2 separate regions of the Gossypium hirsutum genome follow, and region 1 is linked to region 2. A link is a contact called in public Hi-C data. All regions are on one chromosome and are shown on one strand. Each heading gives the region's core, a stretch centred on a gene start, on an enhancer-like site or on the middle of the called end of the contact. The rest is flanking DNA. Distances are from core to core; before and after follow the strand shown.

The links. Hi-C and Micro-C count contacts between places; a contact is called where the count stands out from the background.
Region 1: a Hi-C map of leaf shows a contact between it and region 2, with 2.9 times the contacts expected there. The contact joins the promoter of LOC107925873 here to the promoter of LOC107925898 in region 2. A contact is called at or near these places in 7 of 34 Hi-C or Micro-C datasets (anther, hypocotyl, leaf and 1 more).

Annotation. Positions count from the first base shown.
Region 1 is chrD07:54,866,414-54,873,281 of Gossypium_hirsutum_v2.1, reverse strand. It overlaps LOC107925873 (WD repeat-containing protein 70), which reads left to right and starts at 5,341. Exons shown (of 10, transcript XM_041097927.1): 1 at 5,341-6,002; 2 at 6,099-6,311; 3 at 6,406-6,606; 4 at 6,689-6,796. The coding sequence starts at 5,496.
Region 2 is chrD07:54,704,272-54,711,730 of Gossypium_hirsutum_v2.1, reverse strand. LOC107925898 (glutathione transferase GST 23) reads right to left here and starts at 5,753. Exons shown (of 2, transcript XM_016856637.2): 1 at 5,350-5,753; 2 at 4,686-5,245. The coding sequence starts at 5,712. The coding sequence ends at 4,877. It overlaps LOC107925896 (protein LOW PSII ACCUMULATION 1, chloroplastic), which reads left to right and starts at 6,041. Exons shown (of 5, transcript XM_016856635.2): 1 at 6,041-6,345; 2 at 6,905-7,459. The coding sequence starts at 6,131. It overlaps LOC107925899 (monothiol glutaredoxin-S10), which reads left to right and starts at 721. Exons shown (of 4, transcript XM_016856640.2): 1 at 721-1,078; 2 at 1,227-1,300; 3 at 2,450-2,524; 4 at 3,501-3,880. The coding sequence starts at 804. The coding sequence ends at 3,577.

The DNA.
Region 1 (6,868 bases), core at 4,092-6,591, 160 kb before region 2:
AACAGGGTAAGGTTAACTTCAAAGTATGACAAGAATTTAGGAATTATTGGTGTACATGTGACCTTCTCAACATCAAAGCTAAAGTAATACTGGCAACTTCCACTTCCATTATTTTTAATAGAACAAACAGTGATTAAATACAAATTAAAGATTAAAAACCTAATTTATTATTGTAAAGACACAAAAACCTGGTCCCATCATGTCCTAATAAAATAAATAATCTATGTGAGGGTGGCTTTACTTATTTGTTATGATTGAATTGGAAGGAATCTTTCCATGTTATAGGCCAACTAAATAGAGAAAGAGAGAAAGACAAATTTTATAAATGGTATATCAATTTTGATTTAATATGTAATTTTGTATATATAAACTTTAATAATTTGATATAATTATACATATAAAATTTTAATTGTGGTTCAAATGTATACTTGAAACTTTAATTTTGATTTAACCATACACATTTAAAGAAATAAATATGTTTTAATTTATTTTTATATTAGATAAATATAATTTTTTATTTAATATATAAATAAAATGATGTTATATCAATAATTGTGTTGATAATTTACAATAATCGGATCAAATCAAAATTTTATATATAAAATTGCACAAAATTAAAGTTCGTGTATACAATTGCACATTAAACTATAATTCATTTATAGCTTTGGTATTTAGAAATAATGAAGTTTTTTGTTGTTGTTGTTGGAATTTCTATTATTTTCTCAATTTGATTAACCTTTATTCTCTTATAAATATCATTCTTTAAACACATTCAAGACCCAATGTTATTATACATAATGGTAATGAAAAAAAATACCCTTCCATAGTCAAAATGAAAGATAATAAAACGCCTAATTGAATTAAACATTTTTTTACAAAAATAATATTAAAAAATTAATTATTATAAAAATAGAGTAAACAACAAATTAATTACGAAAATGGAGTGTTTGCTACAGTAAATTTTTGTGCCGCCTAACATTTTGGTGGCACTGATGAACTTTAAAAATAAAAGTTAGACAAAAAAAAAACATTAAAAAAGTGAAAAAATATTTTTTTAATTGGTGTTGCCAATATATCAAGCGGCATCCTCTTGATTAAAAAAATTATGATTGTAAGGATTAAATGTAGGGAAAGTACATTAAGACATTAAATATAGTAAAAAAATTATTTTTTCTTAACTTTTTCAACCTTTTCTTTTTCTTATCATTTTTTTTATTTCACTAGTGTCACCAATGGTTAGGCGGCACCACAAAAAAATATTTTTTTCTCACTCTTTCAGGTTTTTTTTTAAAAATTCATCGATGTTGTCATTGTGTTAGACAGTACCTAATGGCAGAGCTAGGGGGTCTGACAAGGGTCCCGGTCCCCCTAAAATGAATTTTTTTTATTTAAATCCTTTATAATTTATAAAATTTTAAATTAGTAATTGTAAAATTACATATTAGCCCCAAAAAATGATAAAATTTTAATTTAATCCTTTAAAAATTATAAATATATAAACTATTAAAATGATAAAATTATATTTTTACTATCGTAATACGATTTAATTCTAACCCAAAAAAATTCTAACTCCGCCACTAACAATACCCAAAATTACTATAACAAACACTCTATTTTCGTAATTAATTTATTCCTACTCCATTTTTTTTATAAAAGCCGAATTAAACATATGAATATTAATATTTAGAGAATTAATAGAGAGAAAGATGCATGTGGACAGATTTGTCTTATCCTTTTTAGGAAGAAAGAAGTACCGAGTTGCAATATTAAAGAAAAAGAATGTTCGGTCATCAGTTATGTAGTACAGAAAACAATACTAGGAAGTTAAAGCCATGATGCACCATCATCAATCATGCTCCACCACCCCACCGCCATTTTTTCTTCAATAATATTACTTGAATAAATAAACTAATCTTCCACATGCTAACATGTGGGCTGGTTTTATTTTATTTATTTCATAAAAGGTGAAACGGTGCATTTCCTATTGAAGATTACTAAAGTGGACGTGGATGACATGTGAACCAAATAATTATATTTCCACATAATTAACCTGATATAATATACTTTAATATGAATAATAGGTTAAATTTAGAGCGGCTCATTGTCGGGTCGGGATGGGTTCGGGCTAGATCCATGCAATATATTTAGATTATTTTTTAAGTTCGAGTTCGACCCATCTCAGAAAAAGAGTTTATTTTTGTTTAAGCCTGATCCAATTTTAAAAAGGTAAATTCGACCTAATCTGTCTATATTTGATTTTTTTAGATTAATTTTTATTTTAAAATATAATACACTAAAAAAAGGTTAAAATAAAAGTTTTCTAAGACATTAAAAAACAATACCATAAATATAATAAATTATTTATTATATTAAAAAACACAATAAATATAATGAATATTTTATTGTATTAAATATAATTTTTAAAATTTTATATTTTGGATTGGATTATTTAGTTGGATATTTTTTTTAAGTTTTGAGTAATGGGTTTAATTGTTATTGAGTTAGTTACTTAATATAAATATAAATATATATAATTATTATGATATTTTTATAATATAATATATCCGGGTCAAGCCAAGCTTGGGCAAAAAAATCTTGCCCAAGGCTTGGCTCATATAGAAATTTGGTCTTAAATTCTATCCAAGCCCATCTTCCGAGTCTCGTATTTTGTCCAAATTCTCCCACTTTTCAAACAAGTCTGCGAGCCTGGATGGATGACTCAACCCATGAGTAGGTCTATTTATATCACATCTAAGTTATATTCGCATTAAAAATATATGGGTAAACTATAAAAATAGGTACTTTTGTTTGCCTCAAATTGCATTTTAGTCACTTACGTTATTGTTTTGTTAAGAAGTGGTCACTCTTCCGTTAAGCTCCATTACCTCCCAAATGACAATCCCACGTGGTAGTCCAAATGAGTTTTAAATGCCAACTTGGATATCCAACCGGGACAAGAATATATTTTTGATTAAATAAATAAATAAATTAAAATTTTAAATTAATTACACCTTGAATTGGAAAAGAAAAACAATTCTTCTCCTTTTTCTTTAGTTTTGTATTCCATTTTGACTGAAAAAACTATTCTCATCCTAATTGGACATCCAACTTGACATTTAAAACCCATTTGGACAGACTATCACGTAGGGTTGCCGTTAGGGAGGTAACAGAGCTTAATGGCAGAGTGACTACTTCATAACAGAACGACAACCTAAGTGACTAAAATGTGAGGCAAATAAAAGTGACTATTTTTATAGTTTACCCAAAATATATTTACTCATTTATATTTATACTTATATGCAGAATAAATCCTAAAATTAGGGGGAATTGGGAGAATAAACTATGAACAACAAACCATATTATTCTTCAAATAACAATAAATAAACTATGAACAAATACAATTATCACTCACTAAAGCAGCACATGAGAAAGCAAGAGACTTAAAATAACAGGAACAAATACAAACAGAAAGACGCTACTAAAATCTACTGTAGCACCACCGCCTGTTCTTCTTCTACTAAATGATCTGGGTTTTGAACATCCTCCTCCGCCAAACTTAAGATCTCCCAAGTAGATATGCACCCCTGGATTCTTCATTTTTATGTTACTCCCCACCAACACAGAACTGTTACAACCTTGAACGTTGCTGTTGGTGTAAATGTTGATGCAGCAACAGCCTTCGTGCTCGCCGGACGTGCCGTGACGGATGATCATCGTAGCTCCGGCATTGGTTCCTTCTATGTTAATGGTGTTGAAAGAGCCTAAGCCAATTTCTGGGGTACCATCGGTTCCCAACATTGTTGGGGTTTTTTTTGGGTTGGTTTGTTTTGGAATTGTTGGGTCAAAAAGAATATCACAGTTGATTTCAATGGGTTTTGCTTCTTTGCTTGCGCATATGAGTCTGTGTTTGGTTCTTGGTTGTCCGCGACAACAAGAAAAGTTCAAAATGTTCTATTAGAATGACTTCAACTACACTCTTTTCTTGTCTCTTCTCATCTTAGAGGAAAAACCTAATAAACCCTACCGTCAGAGTGGCTAAATGGAAAATTTCACCTTCAGTACTTTTATAATATTAAAAATTTTAAATTAGTATATGGTAAAATTGTACTTTGGCTCCTTTAAAAATAAAAAAAATTAATTTAATCCTTTAAAAATTATAAAGATGTAGACTATTAAAATAGTAAAATTTCATTTTTACTATCATAAAAGTATACAATTTAATTCTCACCTCCCTAAAAACTTTTTTGCCTTTGCTCTTATCTTTTTCATGCAAAATTATTTAAAGTATGATATTTGGAAATACATTTTAAAAATTTAATTGCACTAATTATATCAATTATGTGTCTCTATTATCTCAAATCTCAATGTAGGCATTATTGAACCAAAAAATATATATCAATTTAGGTATTAAATGCAAACTAAAATTTGAGATGAAGTATTTTTAAAACATATTAATTAAATTATATAAATGTGTATCTTTTCAAGGGCAAATTTAAGAAGTAGGGCTTCAATTATACTTATTAGTCATTTTTAATAATTTATAATTCAATTTAAGGTTTTTTAATACAAAATTCATGCTTTCACCCTCTAATTATTTTATTTTATTTTATTCCAGCCTTCCTTAACAAAAAAAAATTATGGCTTCATTCTTGTATATGGGAACTTGGAAATTACTTTTTTTTTAACAATGTCACTAAAATTAAGGGATTATTTTTTTTAACATGAGATCGCTTATGCGATAAGTACAACTAGTGGCGAACCCAGGGGCTGGCAGGCTCCCCAACTCCCTTTAAAACGGAAAATTTTTAAAATTTTTAATGGTAAAATTATTCTTTGGCCTCTTCAAAAATGATAAAATTTTAATTTAACCCATTAAAAATTATAAAGATATATGCTATTAAAATGGTAAAATTAAATTTTTATTATCGTAAAAATATACAATTTAATTTCGGTCCCCCTCAAAAAAATTTTGATTTCTCCCCTAGATACAACGTGTTTGCAATTTGATAAATATATTTTAAACATTATTTATGTTAGATCTAAGTTAGTATTTAACAAACAAGGTAATAGCTAGGTTGATTGAAAGACCTTATTGAAATGAGATTGATAGTTTTAGGATTTAATTATAACTTTAAAATTTAGGTGGGATGTTTATTGAAATAAACCGATCGATTCAAAGGCTTAAAGTCTCCACTATCCGGGCTAAAAGTTGGCAGCCTTAAATTATAAGGGGCCGAAAATGAAAAAGCATAAAATCCATTAATGAATCGAAAAAGTGGCCCAGCCCAGGCTGAACCACAATGCAAGACCAAGAAAGTACCGCCCGCTTGTTTCCATTTTCAAGCCGCTAAACCCCTTGGCTTGATTTGGGTGGCTCGAGTATCAAGGCTAGACCATTACCGGGAGCCTACCACATTCTACAGCTATAATCCTCTGTAAATCAAAAATAAAGTTACGTTTTCGAATTCGATCCAACAGCGAGGGGAAAGAACGAAATGGAAGACGAAGCCGAAATTTACGATGGAATCAGAGCTCAGTTCCCTCTTGCTTTTGGTAAGCAGCAAAAATCCCAAACCTCTCTTGAAGCCATTCACAACGCCACTCGCCGTTCCACCGCCGGAGCCGCTGCCTCCACCGCTAGTACCACCGCTAGTAATAGTAATAATAAAACCAATGAAGCCCTTCCGTCTCTTTCTTCCTATTCCAAAGCTTGGCTCGATTCCCTTCGCAATTCTAAGTCTCCCAACCCTAACCCTAATGACTCCGTGATTGGCCCGCCTCGTCCGCCACCTGGTCCAGTTCCTGATGAGGATGACGAAGACGTCATGGTAGGACCTCCTCCGCCTCCTCCAGGTTCCGGTGAGGATGACGATAACGATGTCATGATTGGGCCGCCACGCCCGCCAGTTGGGCCGATTTCTGACTCGGAGGAGGATGAGGAGGAGGAGAACCGTTATCGAATTCCATTAAGCAATGAGATTGTTCTCAAAGGGCATACTAAGGTAATTCATTTAATCGTAATTTCTCCAAGGTAAAATTCCTTTTTTCTATCCCTTATTACTAAAGTAATTAATCCTAATTATGTTTAATGCTTTCAGATTGTTTCAGCTCTTGCAATTGATCACTCTGGCTCTAGGGTTCTTTCGGGTAGTTTTGACTATACGGTTCGAATGTTTGATTTTCAAGGAATGAATTCTCGTTTACAATCATTTAGACAGCTTGAACCATTTGAAGGCCACCAAGTTCGTAATCTAAGCTGGAGTCCCACATCAGACCGGTTCTTATGTGTCACTGGCTCTGCTCAAGCTAAGGTTACTTCTTACATAAGTAATTAGTGTGTTTTTGTGGGATGTTCTAGTATTGATTGAATAGTTGCTCATGATTGTATTCTGATTTTCAATTTAGATATATGATCGAGATGGACTTACTTTAGGCGAGTTTGTAAAAGGGGATATGTATATTCGCGATCTGAAGAATACTAAGGGACATATATCGGGGCTGACTTGTGGAGAGTGGCATCCAAAAACCAAGGAGACAATTTTGACATCATCTGAAGATGGATCACTTCGTATATGGGATGTGAATGACTTCAAAAGTCAAAAGCAGGTGTGTGTGTGTGTGTGTTTACATTGCTGATTTTATTGGAAGCGAATTAGGTAAGAAAATGGTTCACTTGTTTATTATCCAGGTTATCAAACCAAAACTTGCAAGGCCTGGAAGAATTCCTGTTACAACATGTGCATGGGATCGTGAAGGGAAATGTATTGCTGGTGGAATTGGTGATGGTTCTATACAGGTACTTGTTTCTGATAGCTAAACACTTCTTTTATGTTGATTGATTGCAAAATGGCTTGGTGTTGTGTTGCTG
Region 2 (7,459 bases), core at 4,504-7,003:
TGATCCTCAAACTTTACAAAAAAATCATTTAGCCCTCTATTTAATTTTTTTTTATCATTTTTAGCTCTTAAACTTGCATTTTTTTGTCAAATTATCCCAAAATAGATGAAAAAGTTAACATTTGTTAACTTTGCTGTGCGGCATACACGTGGTTTTCTACGTAGATGACACATAAGCATTTAATTAATTTTAAAAAAGAATTTAAAATTATTTAAGAATATTTTTTTATAATTTCAAATTTTTAAAAATAATTTTATAATTTTTTTTTGAAATTTTAAATTTTAAAAAATTAATTAGATGCCGGAGTGTCATCATGTGACAATCTACATATATGCAACATCAACAAAGTTAAAAATATTAACTTTTTCCACTCATTTTGAGTGATTAACAAAAAAAAAACTCAAATTTAAGGTTTAAAAAAATAAAAAATTAAATAAAATGATAAAATAATTTTTTTTGTAAACTTGAGGACTAAAAAATCTTTATACCAAATAAATACTAAAAAAATATATTTTTATAAAATTACTTATAAAATAAAAAAATATTTTCGATATACTAAATATTAACCCATAAAAAATTACCTTAAAAAATATAAAAGGAAAAGAAGGCTACTTAAGGCTCAAGTCTCGTTTATATTTGGTTTGGGAGAATGAGCAAGCAAAGCCGAAAGCCCAGCCCACACAACCTGAAAACAATAATAACGAAAGGACAGAGTAAAATTCCAAAAATAGCTGCTGAAACACACGACACGAGATCAATCTCAACAAACAAATAACCAGAAAGGAAAAAAAAATAAAAATACCATGGCAATTACATCTCATCTGCCAAACCTCAGCAATGTTCCTCTAGACCGTCCTGCCTCTTTCTCACACCTTCCTTGCAACGAATTTCTTCGTATTCAAAGCAACAGAGCTTCAACATCGACCAGCTTCAGTTTGGGCATCAATGTCTCCAGGAAGCAATGTAAACCCATGTTGGTGCGAAGCATGGGTTCTTCATTTGGGTCAAGGCTTGAGGAGAGTGTTAAGAAGACCGTGGCTAGTAACCCAGTTGTTGTATACTCTAAGTCTTGGTGCTCGTGAGTTCAAATCTCGATTATTCTCCTAAGTTTCATCTGTTCTTTTTTTTTTTTTTAAATATTAAATAAATTTGTTGATTTCTTGTGTGAATCGGGTTTTTTTTAGGGAGATTTGAGTTGGTTTTTTTAATGCTTTCCTTGTTTGCAGGTATTCTTCAGAGGTGAAATCATTGTTCAAGAAACTTGGTGTGGAGCCTTTGGTTATTGAATTGGATGAAATGGGTTAGTCTTTTCTTCAAAATTTTTGCTCTTGTTATGTTTATGCTATAAAGTGTGTGTGTGTGTGTGTGTTTCCCCTTAGGTTACTCAATATTACCAAATGTTGTAGAGATACTATAATGACCCTTGATTTAGACTCTCTCCACATCACTACATATACCGAGTTTTGGTTGTCACCACGCCTACCCTTACATCAATTACATTAAAGGAAACATATTTCCTTTTTGGCACCTATAGGCCCACCTTTGTTACCCAAAGGTGCACCTCCTTTGGTTCATATCGAGGGAGGGCAGTCGGATGATAAAACTTTGAGGGTTGTATCCAAAGAAGACAGTTTTTTTTTTACCTAAGCATACGCTAGGTGACTTGTGGTGATGTGAGGAGACGTCTGAACCCGGGTCATTAAAGACACTATTTTGGTTCACTTTGACCTTGTTAATTTTTTGTAACTTCATTGGATTGATCGATGATGATAAAGAGTGCTTTTTGATTTCTTGCTGCATTTGAAATTTCCATACAGTTTAGAAATGCATTTGTCTTAATAAATGTTATTCATTGAAGATGGCTGGACGTTTCATTTGAAGAGTCCTTGTGAGTGTGCCCTCTTGCTTCTACCTGTTTGGCCTCGGCCAAGTTGATTGATAACCTGAGGCTGAGATGTTGAATGCAATGAGGATGAATAATGTGAATCTAGAAAATATCAACTTTGAAAGTTTGGTCTATTTTCTGCTTAAATTAAGAAACAAATAATGAAGAACGCTGAGGTCTTCCAGAGGCTAAGTTCACCATATCGGTGAAGTTATAATGAAAATTGAGTGTCTTGTAGTTCTTCGTTGTGCTTCTAAAACCCATTGAAATTATGAAAGTCTCAGATTCTTAACCTCTTTGAAATCATAACAGTAAGTAAAAATTGATCACTTATCACCATGTGACACTTTCTCTTGGAAAAAGTGGTTGGAAAGCTGGAAATTGAGTTTATATAACATTTATCTTATTCAAAAGAATGTTATTTCTGGGTTGTAATTCATGCTTCCATTCTCCAAATTCAACAGAATTTGTGAATGAAGTTTAATATCTCAAATTGGACCGCGCAGTCAATTACTTTACATCGTAATATTGATCTTGCTTATTAAAGAGTTCTATCTTTTTCAGGTGCCCAAGGGCCTCAAGTGCAGAAGTTGCTGGAGCGGCTTACTGGGCAACACACTGTCCCAAATGTTTTTATTGGTAAGTTTCTTGAATTAGCATTTACCTAACAGATATAGAACTCCCTTGACTGTAAAACAGTATGCATGGCTTATTGCTTTTATATGTATAAAGCCCTTACCAGTCCATTTATTATCTTTAATGTTTACTAACTATGAAAGGATGCAGTAGAAGGCTGTCTTGTCAGGTTGTTCTTTACCAACAGAACAGAAGTCGGTCATAGTTTAATAAGAAAACCAGTTTGAGCATCATGACTTTGCACTTGGCTTATCTGTTAATGGCTTCTTTTTTTTCCGGTTCAAGTTCTGGTTAAAAGAATCACTTATGAAACAACAGCCCTTTTTTTTGTTATGATTCTAAAAGAAGTTGCAGTGACAGGAAAAATTATTGTGCTCATTGCCTGCTTTGTGATACTTTTGAACTCCAACCTTAGGAACTTTGTTTAAAGTAACCTGTGAAATAACAGTTAGCAATTTTCTTTGGTTATATAAGTATAACTGATGCTCTAATCCTGTATCTGCTTTGCACAGGGGGTAAACACATCAGTGGCTGTACAGGTATTCATGCTTTTTCTTCTCTTGAATGATACATTCTTTAAAATGAGGCCCTACTGCATCTTTTAATAGCTAACTGCTAAAATGAATTGACATAAATAGATTCCAAAATAAGACGTTAAACTCTAGACATTTCCTAATAATGTCATATTCCATTTTATGGTACTCGGAATTTTGTGATTCTTTCATTCCTGCCATCCAGTGGGGAAAAAGAACCTTTCAAGTTTTCCAATCTTTGTCTTTGGTTTTAGTCGAAAGTAAATTCTCTCATCATTGTCTCTTAAATTTGGATGTACAACATGATTCTTGAAGTGATCTTAGAGGTTTTTTTTTCATTTCTTTTTCTGTTCGAGTAACTTGGGTTTCTTTGGAGTAAGAGACACTTTGTTGTAGAATTTGAGTGAATAGATCTTCAGTTATTGATGCTTCATGTTCTGCTGCAGATACTGTCAAACTATATCGTAAAGGAGAACTGGAACCTTTGCTGTCAGAAGCTACCGCAAAAAGTAAGGAAAACTAGCTCATTCGATATGATCCTGTGGCAAACTTCAGATCCTATTACAAGGCTCGCCATTTTCCTTCTCTTTAAGCAGATATGTTCCATTCTATTGTATTTATTTACTTCAGAACCCCATAAGTTAATTGTTTAAAATCTCCTTATTCAAACTAGATGCTAAAAGTATGAAACCGTTGCATGTTATCCCATGTGAACCATGTTTGATAATATGACCAAATTCTTAACCGGTAGGATTTAGTGATTCATGAGTTCCTGGAAAAGAAGAAATGAATCGAAAATAATGTTGCAGACTGCAGTTTACAAGTACTTGGTAGTATTGTTAAGGTACTGTTTTAATTGTAAATGGTTACTTTTAGAATTCATTGTGCTAAAAGATTACATTAACTAGTTTTTTCCTCCTTTCTTAAGAAAAGAATTGATGAGTTCTTCTCTTCTGATGATGGATAAAAATGTTTTAGGTTAGGATTTTCCGAACGTAGAAAGATAATACATGATCATTGCCTTGTAGGATAGAAACCGGGGAAGGTTTAAAGGTCGAGGATGCCGTGATTTTATGTGCCTGTATTTCTTGTAGAATGGATTTTAAATGTTCTGTTTGGATGTTACCATGGAAAACTTGGTCCTAGTGGGCTTGTTTTCCATTGTTGTCGTCGTCTATATTTGCCTCAAATGCCTCCATGTTACACATTGTCCACCAAAATTAGGCATGGAAATAGTATCAAATGAAATTTCTCACACATCCTTATTGAAATCCCCAGTTCCTGCAAGCACACTTGAAGAAACATTTCTTAAAGCAAATGTGAATAAATGAATTGAGCGTTCGATATATAGTTCATAATAAAATTTATTTATGTTTGATTGTTTGTTTCTTTGTTATTTATGAAAACTGTTCGTGATATGTTCAATTATATGTTTACACAAGTTCGAACCTTGAATGTGACATTGTTGGAAGGGTCAATTGAACTTTGAAAAAAATTAATCTCTATGAATCATAAAATGGACATGAAAAATACTTTGGTTTCTCAAAAAAAAATATTAACTAATAATTTCATACAAAAAAGGAATTCTTATTAAACATGAACGGATCACAAATAAACTAACCAAATGAACATGAATAAAAATTTGATTGTTCAAGCCGAATTCATTTATAGCCTTAATATCAATCATCCCAAGCTTAACTTTGTCACAATAATAACTAAAATTGCATAAAAAGAGTTTATTAGCTTGAACAAGCAAAAGAAAGCAAAAAAAAAAAAAAGTGGCTTATATATAGCCATACAAATAGAATATAATACTAGGAATTTAAGCATTTTCTGCGTGTGGTGAATATGCAAGAAACCTTTGTCTTTTCTCTGTGTAATTTTGCAGCAATCGATCATGATCCGGAAGGTTGTTTTTTATCACGGGATGGGCCCTGAAATTCTGAATCCATGCATGCAATCGAGGGAAGGTCTCTGCGTCCAATATTTTGACATGAACTATTTCTTCAATGACTCCAAAATAGGCCATCCACCCCATGGCCAAATCTAACATCCCTATTTCTTCACCACCAAAATATTTCTTCTCCCCAAGCACTTGTTCTTCATACAACTTTAGCAACTCCTTTGCTTCATTTACTGCCTTCTTGTGTTCCTCCCCAACCCCAATGAAGAATGTTATGAATGGAGCTACCTGCAATTTTTCATTTGAAATTCACATTATCAACTGTACAAGCATGAATAATAACATAAACCCGGATTTTAATTCAGTTGATTTATGCAGTTAAATTAATTTACCTTATCCTTGTTGTCGAGGAAGTTGATCCAGAACCGTACCATGGCCCTTTCATAAGGATCCTTAGGAAGCAAAGGATGCGGCTGGGGCCATGTCTCCTCGATGTATTCGAGAATAACAGCCGATTCTGCAATTGGTTTCCCATTATGAACAAGAACTGGGATCTTCTTATGAACTGGATTATACTTCAATAGCATCTGACTCTTGTTTAATAAATCTTCATCTATGTATTCGTACTCCACACTCTTCAGTCCCAGAGCCCATTGTACCCTCAATCCATATGGACTCGACCAAGACCCTAAAACCTTCACTTCTCCCATTTTCAATTGATTTTTTGTTCTTGTATGTTTTTGCTTCCCTGCCATGGCAATGTTCGCATATGTATAGACTTTTGGTCCAAGTTTTTGGCTTGAAAATTTCTTAGATGACCAAAGACTTTTCTAAGATATGACATTCCCCTACGTAACAAAGACTTGTCAATGCTGCAACTTCGGTGAAGCTTCATTGAAAATGGGCTATAACTCGGAATTTAGCACTGTTAATATTCTAAATAGGTCCATCCTGGTTCTGGTCCTGGTCGAAATAAAGGGTCCAAAATATTTTGGTTAGGGTCTAAAAAACAAGGCCCAAAAAGAAAATTGGGCAACTCAGAGACAATAACTGGTAAGCGTGGCAGTTTATTGATCACATCTCTCCAAGGAACGCCAGTGTTTAACTGTAAGAAATGAATGTAACGAACCAAACCAACAGAACTCCCCCCAAGTTCCAGGTTGCTGTGTGGCCATGGCTTCCATGGCTCAATTTTGTTACATTATTGGCCCCTCAAACCTTAGACAAAAGTACAGTAGTTTCAGATTTTGCTTCCAAAACCCCGTTTATAGAAAGAATGCACCGTCTAATATAAGTACAAGATTTCATGCAAAGCCATCATCAGTCTCAGTCTCCTCTTCCATCGTTTGTTCAGCTGCTAATAAGCCTTCTTCCTCCTCACAAGTTAGGTAGTCTTCTTCTCAGTTCTCTCTCATTAATTGTATTTCTTTTTAATTTCATCTGATTTTGTACTCATATTTATGGGTTTTGGAGATTCTTTTTCGAAATCCATTGAGAGAATTTTGATGCAAGCTTTTGTTCTTCAAGCTGAGAATATTAGACTTTTGGAGCTTAAGGTGTTACTGAAAATGGGGTGTGTTAGGGAGGGAGAGGAGGATATGGAACAAGGGAATGTTGAGGATTATTTTCTATTAAAGGGTAGGTATAGGGGTTGTCTAAGGATCTAACTCGAGACTAGTGTAAATTGAAGTCTTGAACACGAGTCTTTTGTCACATGTTGATGATTATTAAGATGAGATTGATTTAGCATTTGCATTGATGTCTGATAAGACCTGATGATAGCTTGGTTTTACACATTTCTTCCTAAAATGAGTTGGTGAGTCCAATGGATTTAGATGCACCATGATGGAGTTTCAGTGGCAAAATTTCTGACTTGATTTATTGTTATTGAATACTTTTGATTTTGTTTCATAAGTGAGGCTTGTTAATAATTGTATGTGTTCTCAGTTCTGCAGCCAAGATAAGGAGTGAAGTTCTATCTCCCTTTCGGTCTGTGCGTATGTTCTTTTACCTCACATTCATTGCGAGTGGTTCCTTGGGAGGATTAATAGCCACCACGCAGTTAATTTCTTCTCTAACCAATCCTGCAAGATCATCCGAAGTTCCCGATATTTTAACAGGTCTTGGCATAGACATTGGAGCAGTATCTATCTTTGCGTTTCTGTATTTCAGGGAGAACACTGCTAAGAATGCGCAACTAGCCAGACTCTCGAGAGAAGAAAGCCTTTCCAATCTTAAGCTCCGAGTGAATCAAAATAAGATAATTTCGGTTAGCAGTTTGAGAGGAATTGCTCGTCTTGTAATATGTTCTGGCCCTGCATCGTTTATCCTAGAGTCATTTAAACTTAGTGAACCATTCACGGAGAGCCTTCTCGAAAGAGGAGTGCTGGTGGTTCCTTTCGCTACAGATGGAAACTCACCTAGTCTCGACTTCGATGAGAGTGAAGACATGAAAGAGATCACTGAGAAAAGAAAGAGGCTTTGGCAACTGGCCCCGGTTTA